2 separate regions of the Sus scrofa genome follow, and region 1 is linked to region 2. A link is a contact called in public HiChIP or PLAC-seq data. All regions are on one chromosome and are shown on one strand. Each heading gives the region's core, a stretch centred on a gene start, on an enhancer-like site or on the middle of the called end of the contact. The rest is flanking DNA. Distances are from core to core; before and after follow the strand shown. Region 1 overlaps TSPAN2 (tetraspanin-2). Region 2 overlaps LOC102166460 (a long non-coding RNA gene).

The links. HiChIP or PLAC-seq counts read pairs in DNA pulled down with a chosen protein or histone mark.
Region 1: a contact with region 2 is called in an H3K27ac HiChIP or PLAC-seq map of alveolar macrophages, with 5 times the contacts expected there. The contact joins two enhancer-like sites. A contact is called at or near these places in 2 of 47 Hi-C or Micro-C datasets (both in embryonic fibroblasts) and 1 of 2 datasets of contacts at active chromatin or transcription factors (alveolar macrophages).

The regions. Positions count from the first base shown.
Region 1 is chr4:105,521,576-105,526,325 of Sscrofa11.1, forward strand. All of the region lies in intron 2 of TSPAN2 (tetraspanin-2), which reads left to right. Among named protein-coding and RNA genes, the nearest start is that of TSPAN2, 21 kb to the left of the region's middle. Within about 2 kb of position 2,601, at least 8 of the 83 cell types and tissues checked have an H3K27ac peak or open chromatin away from gene starts, as enhancers often do. A contact at or near this core is called in alveolar macrophages, where this site is marked.
Region 2 is chr4:105,069,354-105,074,830 of Sscrofa11.1, forward strand. LOC102166460 (a long non-coding RNA gene) reads right to left here. Exons shown (of 7, transcript XR_002343493.1): 7 at 4,135-5,477. Among named protein-coding and RNA genes, the nearest start is that of VANGL1, 23 kb to the left of the region's middle. Within about 2 kb of position 3,373, at least 4 of the 83 cell types and tissues checked have an H3K27ac peak or open chromatin away from gene starts, as enhancers often do. A contact at or near this core is called in alveolar macrophages, where this site is marked.

The sequences.
Region 1 (4,750 bases), core at 1,351-3,850, 450 kb after region 2:
CTGAATCAGGGTTGGCGAGTACACGGCAGACAGTTACCATCTCTCCCTTGTCTGTGGCAGTTATGGCCAACTCTTCAGGATGTTCTTTTAGGGGAGTCTTCTGACCCTCACTCTTCTCAACCACTTAAAAACTGATGTTCAGGGTGAATGTTGATGTCTCCCCCTGTTCTGAATTCAGTAGTAATTTCAGGCCAGTCCCATTAAGACAGTGGAAGTCTTTTGCTCCTGAAATTCAAGCACATAGGGGTTTAGGGTATTAGCATTCATTCTGTCTACTTGTCCCGTGTTGTGGGTTTGCTGGAACCCTATTTATCTCATCTTCCTTCTGGGCCAACTGTCCGGACTTTCCATCAGAAGCTGCATTTGTGCCTTCAGGTGGATGGGGAGGAGTCCACCCTGAGTTAGAATCAAAACATGAGAAAACATCAAGCAGTTTCAGTTACAGTCTGATTCTCCTTCAAGGTTTTTGGCAGTAATTAACTGCCTAAAACCCAGCCACCTACTAACCTCACCACCAAGATCAAGGTTGAAAGATTTAAATCTCTATGAAATAATTTCTGAGTTTGAACTAGAAATTTTCAGCAATAGTAAGGAAAAAAAATTTTTTTTGAAAGACCATGAAGACCTGGGTTATGTGAAAAACATAAGAAAGGCAATCTCCCTTTCAATGATAATAAACATCTGGCTATCTAAAAATCTCTCCATGGTCATTTCAGGTTTTGGATTTCATCACATATTTGGTTTTGTGCAAACATATGTATGCATTCAAAATGCCTCTATTCTTTCCATGTTTTGGAGGCTCCTACATTTGGGGAAAAAAGATAACCTATCCATGGATACATCAGCCAGCATTTACAGTCCTGGGCTCTAGGGTCACACGAAAAAAGTATGAGGAAGCTGTATTTGCCTCCACGTAACTGGCAATCTATTGAAAAGACTCACAGACTTAACACATTTCAATTAAAATGGAAACTAGTGTGTAACTAAGTGCCAACTAAGTGGTATTTGCAGTTGATGGATCGGGGTCATTCTAAACTGGTGAGGTCAGCAGGATTTGACTTAAGTTTGATGGACCAACCATAATTAGAAGAAGAGAAAGACTAGGGACTGGAGAGATCTGGGGCAAGGCTGCACGAGGTATGTCTGTGGGGCAGTGATTAGCAAGCCCAGGCCAGGCAGAGGACCCTCACCAGAGTGTGACAGTTAAGGCTAGAAATGCTGGGACAAGTATAGAGGATCTTGAATGGCAGGGTTAGTTAATTTAATAAACTATGAAAGGATAATTTAGGATTTGGGAGAGGGTACAATATGCATGGCATTTTAAAGAGATTATTCTGGAATGAGGGGGGAGGACAGAAAAAGACCAGGCTAGATTATTGATATAGTCAGGCCTGAAGAAATAAGGGAATGACCGACCCATGGTGGATGCAGCAGGAATTGTGAACAAAAGCACAGAAAGACAAAAAAATATTCTTAAGCACTATTAAATATTATTATTAAGCAAACATTGTTAAACTCAGGAAAAGAGGAATCAAAACAAAAAAGATATCAGTGATCGTGTCAAGCCTGGAAATTGCAATTCATGGTTTTCGGATGGAAACCTGGGTTACAGAAGTACGGGACCCTACTGGGTCAGAAAAAGGGGCGGGGATGTGGGGTGAGGGGTGACAGCCAGTCTAGGGGAAGCCTCTATCGGTGTTGCTCCAGAGACAAAGCGCTGACGGCAGTTTCACAAGTAGAGATTTAGGCCCTACCAAAGAAAACCTTTTTAATGACCTGACAAATCAAAGCAGCTGAGAAGACTTCTACAGATGAAAGTGATCCCTCTGATATAACAGCATTTAACCCCAAATCAGAATGGAGTATTTATCAAACAGGAGATTCCTATGTTGAGTAGGAGGGTGAACTAGCTCAGTATAAACATTCCTGATCCTATTTCCTAATCTAAACTAAAGCAATATGAACTGCCAGCGATGCAAGAAATTGTCATATGTTTATGGACATATCTGTCAGAGCTCTTCATTGCAAATAACAGAAACTTGACTCAAACTGTCTTGGGCAAAACAAAATTTTTGACTCACATAACTGAAAAGTCCAGGATTAGAACTCCTCTCAGGGACACCAGTGATGTGATGGGATTCCAGTCTGTAGCCATCTCTGCTCTGCTTTCCTGTGGCTCCAGTTTGGGGCAGGTTCCCCCTGGACATAATAAAATGGCTGTTCTGGGCACCAGCCCCTGAGTAACCCTGGGAACAGCATACTCTTCCTTCCACCTGATCCAACTAAAGTCCCGGGCCTCCCTGTCATTGGCAATCTTGGGTCCAGAGCCCATGCCCATACCCCTCATTGTGACCAGTTGTTAGGGACAGGCTTTTTGGGGAAGCCTGGGCTTCACGCCTGCCTTGGAGCTGAGGGGAGGTGGCCCTCTCCAACCACATGGACCGATAGTGGAGGAAGTTCTTTGTCTAACTGGGTGGGGAAAACAGTACCCCCAGCAGGGCCTGAATACTTCTTGCTTGTTCTTGGTGGCCTGGGGCATGGGTAGAGTCTGCCCACCCTTGGTTCTTCTTCCTCAGCCGCAATCTATCTCTGTGAGTCACCCTTGGAAGGCTGGTGGTGAGGCTGCGATGGTCAGTGCTGGAAGTCCAGGGCGGTGGGTCATCCTAGAGTCTTAGCGCTAGGCAGAATAAGGAAATGAGGACCAGGGAGTGAGGCAGATGGAAGGGCTGGCAGATAGCCGTGGTTTTCCAGCCCTTCCCGGTGGGGCTCAGCCCACCACCCAGGCCTACTCACACCTTGGCCTTTGCTGGGTCTGTTTATTTCCATGCACTGCCTCTCTGGAGAGTGCCAACAAGAAAAAGTCCTTGTGAAGTCAAGGACCTTTGCTCCATTTTAAATATCTCTTATAAATAGAGCAATATACTTGTTTGCAGAAATTGATACTTCTTTCCTCAATAAATAATTTTCCAAAGAGGAAAGATACCAGTTCTCTAGCAATAAAACGAGAAGAAAAATACACCAGGATACCAGTTTTATGGACTTGCATAGCAAACAGAGTGAGGTAATAGGCCCAGTGTTTGGAAAATCTCACTTCATGTCACAGGGTGCTGCGCACTGATCCGTGTATTTTCTTTTCGGAATAAGTTCCAGAACAGTCAGCCCATGAAACGCTTATCACCCCCTTATCAAGAGCCCAGGGGAACAGGCTTGGAACCTTCAAGCCTCTGAAAGAAGGACAGCCTCTCACAGAGAGGGACCCCGGGCAGACACGTGGTCTAGCTCCCAGCCTCTCCACTTTGTAGGAGAAACCCTTCTGCCTCTGAGGGGATACTTACCTTTCTGGGACCCTTGGCTTCAGCTGCTTGGTGGTGGGAAATAAGTCTCTTTTTGTGATAAAGATCCAGAGGTGACTTCACAGCCAGAGACCAGCGTGGAGAGGCTCCACGATCCCCTGAGGGGACTTGGAAATGAGGACAGGCAGCCAGGGTTGTCAGACTGACTATGCCCATCGCCTCTTCTCCACGACCTCTGAGTTCAGGCCAAGACCTGGAGGCTGACCTCAGGTGTTGTGTCCACTGGCTGCTCAGGTAGAGAAAGGAAAGCCTAGGAAGAGTGGAGCTGGCAGCAAGAGAGGCTGGGTGACTTAGTGCTTCCAGACCCTCTGCACGTTCGTCTTCTTCAGCGAGCTCTTGGGAGAAGCCCCCAGTGTCTTCCAAGTCCCACCAACATGCCCCTCTGCCTTCCTATTACAGCCTGTCACTGGGGCTGCTCCTTAGGGGTGGTGGAGGCAGGGTTCAGACACCGCAGGGGTCTTTCTTCCAGGAACTCAGAGCGGGGAGCAGTCGCCTCGGCCCTGCCCGGAAGGCTGGAGCGCATGAAGTCACGTCTGCTAGCAGGGGACAGAGGACGTCAGCGGGTTTCTCCACGAAGGGGCTGCCCACACAGACTGCAGACACTGGCTCTCCGGGGTCACAGGCTGCGGATGCTGTCCCTCCCTGGGAATCTAGCCTTGCAGAGCCTGGCTTTGATTGTGGCTGGTTATATGTATAAGGAAAGCATTCCAGTGCTGAGTGTTGAGGGACTGGCTTGCCTTTTTAAAAACTCTGACTTACTCTGGTAATGTTTTTTTACTTGTTGATTTTTAATTGTACCTCGGATTCATAGTAGTTACAGACCACACATGGCCATAGCTTATATTCTTGAGACAATTTCTCCAAAGCCTTTTGACAAGAACTTAAGAATGGATAATTATTGCCACATTGCCGAAAACAAAGCTGAGGAATAAGAGGATTTACCTAAAGCCACAGCTGGCAGGCCTGGATTTCCAGCTCCCACCCTTGTGCTTTGAGGGGAAAAACCCAGAAACCATCAGTGATAGACTTCTTGGGCACTTTTCTCAAGGAAGAAGAAAAAGAAGCTTCTGGGGAGTTCCCGTCGTGGCGCAGTGGTTAACGAATCCGACTAGGAACCATGAGGTTGCGGGTTCGGTCCCTGCCCTTGCTCAGTGGGTTAAGGATCTGGCGTTGCCGTGAGCTGTGGTGTAGGTTGCAGACGTGGCTCGGATCCCGCGTTGCTGTGGCTCTGGTGTTCCTGACCCCTAGCCTGGGAACCTCCACATGCCGCGGGAGCGGCCCAAAGAAATAGCAAAAAAAAAGAAAAAAAAAAAAAAAAGAAGCTTCTGGCCATCTATAAAATTGCAAAACGAACAGATTTCTAGCTAAGGGAGTCACCATTCTTCTGAGTCCCTCCT
Region 2 (5,477 bases), core at 2,123-4,622:
TTTCCGCCAAAAATTAAAGATAGCACCACCACATGATCTAGCAACTCCACTTTTGAGAATGTATTCAGAGGAAATGAAATCACTAACTCAAAAAGATATATGAACCTTCATGTTCATTGCAGCGTTATTTACAATTGTCAAGATGTAGAGACAGCCTAAATGCCCATCAATGGATGCACGGATAAAGAAAATATATATATTTTACATATAAATATGTTTTATGTATATTCATATATATTATTATGTTATTTATCCATAAGAGAGAATGAAATCTTGTCATTTGCAACACCATGGATCGAACCTGAGGGCAGGATGCTGAGTGAAATGAGTTAAAGATGAATACTGTATAATCTCACTTACATGTGGCACTCTCCCCACTCCCAACAAAAAACCCCAAAGCTCATAGATACACAGAACAGACTGACGGTTGACAGAGCCAGGGGGTGGGGAGCAGGCAAAATCAGTGAAGAAAGTCGAAGGGTCTCAACTTCCAGTTATAAAATAGGTTAAGTCGAGGGCTGTAAGGTGCAGCACGGCCACCCTCGTCAACAGTACTGTTTGCATATTTGACAGTTGCTAAGATGAGTGAATCTTAAAGTTCTTACCATAAGAAAAAAATCTGTAACTATGTATGGCAAAGGCCTAAGGACCCACACTGTGCTCACTCCTGGGCACTGTCCCAGAAAAACGCGGCTGGCTCCAAAGCCAAGGCGGATCCTGGGGGCACCGCAGCTGGAGGTTTCGGTTAAGTGCATTCCTTGCAACTAAATGGCAAATTCTTTCTCTCCTTTCTTTCCTTCTTTTTTTTCTTTCTTTCTTTCTTTCTTTCTTTCTTTCTTTCTTTCTGTCTCTCTCTCTCTCTCTCTCTCTCTTTCTCTCTCTCTCTCTTTCTTTCTTTCTTTTTTAGGGCCGCACCCGCAGCATATGGATGTTCCCAGGCTGGGGGTCGAATTGGAGTTGCAGCTACCAGCCTACACCACAGACACAACACCACCAGATCTGAGCTGCATCTGCGACCTACACCACAGCTCATGGGAATGCCGGAGTCTTAACCCACTGAGCAAGGCCAGGGATCAAACCTGCCTCCTCAGGGATGCTAGTCAGATTCGTTAACTGCTGAGCCATGACAGACAGGAACCCTGGCCATTCCTTTTTTTTTTTTTTTTTTGGTCTTTTTTTAGGGCCGCACCCGTGGCATATGGAAGTTCCCAGGCTAGGGGTCTAATCAGAGCTGTAACTGCCGGCCTACGCCACAGCAATGCAGGATCGTTAACCCACTGAGTGAGGCTGGGGATCGAACCGGCAAACTCACAGTTCCTAGTTGGATTTGTTTTCCTTGCGCCACGATGAGAACACCCGCAAATCCTTTTTTGAAGGGAGATCCAAACAGCACCCCTCCATGGATGCCATACCAACAAGTGGGATTAAATTACATTTAAACTGCCTCTATGCTCAGGGCAGACAATTCTGTATTTTACAGGGCTCCACAGAGGGTCCCCCACAAAATCAAGCTCTGTTGCCTATAGCAGTAAGCAGCCGAATGGTGCACGCTTGGCTTGATTTTCCCGCCTTCGCTTTACTTCTTCTCTAGTCCCTCATGCTGTTCCTGAAGCCCTGGTCTCAGACCCTGCTCATGTAGAAGCCAGGCTGAGGCTGGCTTACAGCGTTTCTTAATTCAACAGCGCCCTCTTCTGTTGCTGCAATGGAGTTCAGTTTCCTTGACGAACTGGGGGGGGGGGGTTGCCTGTGTGTTTGTGCGTGTGCGTGTGCGTGTGTGTGTGTGTGTGTGTGTGTGTGTGTGTGTGTGTGTGTGTAGGGGCTTGCTTCTGATTTTGTGATGCTCTCCGTTTCTGAGGATACATATTCAGACGTTTCTTCCTTTTTCCCTTCACTATCAAGCCTCTAAGGGATGCCTGTCCCTTTCACATTACCCCTCTCTGCCCTCAGGTCCTTAAATTTCATGTACTTTCTCTGCTATTGTCATGCCGTTACTGTTCTTTTTAAACTTTATAAGGCATTATTACTGTACTATATAGGCAATATTACTTAGATTTACTCACATTTTCACAGTCTTATTTTCTCATTATTGTTTCTCATACATCAGATATTTCTTCTGGAGTAATTTTTCTTCTTTCTAAAGAATTCTCTGGAATTCTTTTTAGGGATGGTCTTTAGTGGTCAACTCCTTCAGGTTTTTTTTTTGTTTTTTGTTTTTGTTTTTTGGCTGTGCCCACAGCATGTGAAAGTTCCTGAGGCAGGGATCGAACCCAAGCCACAGCAGTAACTGGAGCCACAGCAGTGACATCACTGAGTCCTTAACTACAAGGCCACCAGGGAATTCCCCTTCAGTTTTTGTTTGCCTAAAAATTAATTTCTTTTATCTGTATATTTGAAAAATGTTTTTATTGTTACATAATTCTAGTTATTTCTTCTTTCAATAAACTAAAATTATTATTCCACTCTAGTCTGTTGTTTGTTATTGTCTTTGAGTGCTTATTTGTTTAACTGTCAATTTTTATAGCTAATTTCTCTTTTCTCTGCTTTGAAGAATTTTTCTCTTTGGTGTTCTATAGTCTTTATGTGGATTTATTTTTTTAATTTATTTTAATTTAATAAACATTTAGCCCTTTACTTGGTATTAGGCATTTCTAAGTATTTTGCAAACATGAATTCATTTAAATCTCAACCTTATGAAGTAGGTATTATTAAGTGTCTTTACCTATTAGGAGACTGAAGCCCAGAGGGGTTAGGTAACTTCCCCAAGGTTACACAGCTATTAAGTGGTGGAGCCATGATTTCAACCAACACAGTCTGAGGAATGAGGAAGAAGACAGACTAAAAGGTATTTCCAAGTTTTCTGGTTTGGTTTGGGAATATGGTGGTGCCTAAGAGAGTTTAAAGAAGAAAAAGATGTTGTGATATGATTAATTTTATATATCAGCTCTGGTAGGTCAAGGATGCTCAGCTATTTGGTCAAACATTACTCCCAGTACCAAAATCTGTATTAGTTCTCCAGCGGAACAGAAGCAATAGGCGATACCTATGCATGTACCTACATCTATGTTGATTTGTAGCTGTCTTCACACACGTACTGGTTTATTTATTATAAGGGATTGGTTCATGGGATTGTGGAGGCTGAGAAGGTCCTCATCTACTGTTGGCAGGCTGGAGACCCAGGGGAGCCGATGGAGCAGGTCCAGTCTGAAGGCCGGCAGGCTCAAGACCCAGGAAGAGCTGGTGTTTCCGTTTGAGTCCAAAGGGAGGAAGAAACTGATGTCCGAGCTCAAAGGCCGTCAGTCAGGAGGAAGTGAGCGATGGGCACGTGCCCGTGGGAGTCACTGGTCCTGCCACGGTCGCCAGCACCCAGAAGCAGATGGCTTGGTTCAGGGGCGGAATGCCTTTTGAAGACTCACTTACAGCATCAGCTAGGTGGTGGTACTTTGCAGGCCTGGGGTTTTCCAGAAAGCTGTCGACACTCTGAATCAGCACTCAGCCTGTGGTGCTTTTCCTCCCATAGCCCAGCATCACTGGTCCAGGAATCACTCCCTGGGAACGGGAGTGGCACCACTCACAGTTACCCCCGGTGACCCTTTAGCAAAATGTTTGCTTCCTGTTCCCATGACCTTATGCTCTGCTGGCCTATAGGTCTTTGTTCCAAAGGGAGGAATGCTTCCCTTTAAGTCACAGCAAGGAGTCCATTGGCCTGGGAGTTAAGGCCACTGCTCAGTCACTTTGAGTGCCTCATGACTCTGAATCAGCAGGTGGGGAAGGGAGTTTCAATGACCCAAGCCTGACTGTCCAGGAGAAATTGGGCTGCTGCTCCTTGATGGTGGTCAAGAGGAGGAGGTCAGGTCTATGCGGGATTCCTCAGGGAGTTTTTAAATAGTACCATGCCCATGACCAAGATCAACGGAAAGTGACAGCCACCCAATCCAGGCAAGACTTACTAGGGGCCCAGACCCTTCAGGAATGAGTTTGTGTCACCCTGTTATAAAGGCAAAGGGAATGTGGGATGAGTGAGAAGAGGAAGAAGATCTATATTATATATTATAATACTACATATAACATTGCTATATATCATATACATAATATATAATATACATAGAATTATATACATAATCTATACTATACATGGGATTATATACGCAATATATAATCACTTTTTTGTTTGATCTCTGGGTTTGATCCCTGGTGCAGTAACTTCCCCATGCCATGGGCGTGGCCCCCCAAAAAGCAGGGGTTGGGGATGAGGTACAGAGATTCAGAGACAACGACGCTGAATCTGGGTGTCTATTTCTAGGATATTTATGAAGCCACCGGTGAAAAAATACAAGCCTGACACTCAGGAGATTTTGCTGAAGATACAGATTTGGGCGCGGTCAGCACAGTTTTTAGAAGCGTGTCCGTGGACATGATTATCCACACAAAGCCGGACACCTAGAAGATACAGTCTTCAAAAGAGCTGTTTTCCAAGTGTGGTCCAAACATGTGAGATGCCAGTTAGAAAAACATATTCCTGAATTCCTGCCAGACAAACTGAGTTAGAGCTTCAGGGTCTAGCATCCAGGAGTCCTCATTTTTAACAAGCATCCAGGCGATTTTCCTGCACACCTAAGTCAGAGTATATCCGTCCCGCTAGAGGGCCAACGGACCCACGCGATGAAAGGTGGCTCCTTAGCCACTAGATGGCACTAAGCCCACATGAAAGCTCCAGTTTTGCACGCTGTCCTTCAGCCAGGCTGGAAAAAGACTGGTAGAGGGCTCCTCTGGATTCTTTAGAAGAAATTCTGTAAGAGGATTTCTGCCAGCCCTTCCTCACAGTGAAGGAAGGGCGAAGACAGAAATATTTACACTGACCTAGTCAGTCACCCCAAGAAAGGTCAGCCCCAAAGAGCCTAAAGTGATCAGTCGGGAGCAGGCAGAATTCTCTGCTGGCTGACTTTCTTGAATCACGCTTGTTCCAGGTCCAGGTCTGGGAAGTGCTGAGGGGGCGGTCTCCTCTCCTCAGACCCAGTAAGAGGCAGAGCTGTGGAGAGCCAGAGCCTGCCCCCTCCTATCTGGGTGTCCCTGTGCCCCCAGCACAGCCAAGTTTTAAGTTTCAGGGTCAGACGCAGGTCCTGGGTGACCCCTCGAATCGGTGGCATCCTGTACCCATTTCCTCAGAAGCAATGCCTCCATTCACTTTTTGTACAAGAGCTGATTAAAAGAGGACCTTCTCTAGCAGACACATTTGCTCTCCTGCTCACCTGGCCTCTCCACCCTCACACAGCTCACCAGCCTGTAGCAGAAGGAACAGGGAGCTGCCCTCCATGCCTCTGCCTGCACCCCAACCCTCGGTGTCTCTCACGGGAGCCACCTCCACCGCATCCCGCCTGCCCGCCCCTCCCTCCCAGGCTGTCTGTGTGCAGCTGTTCGATCTAAAGCAGCGCTGCCCAACAGTCTCAAGGCCTCAGCCTGGCATTAAGACCGTCTTCTCC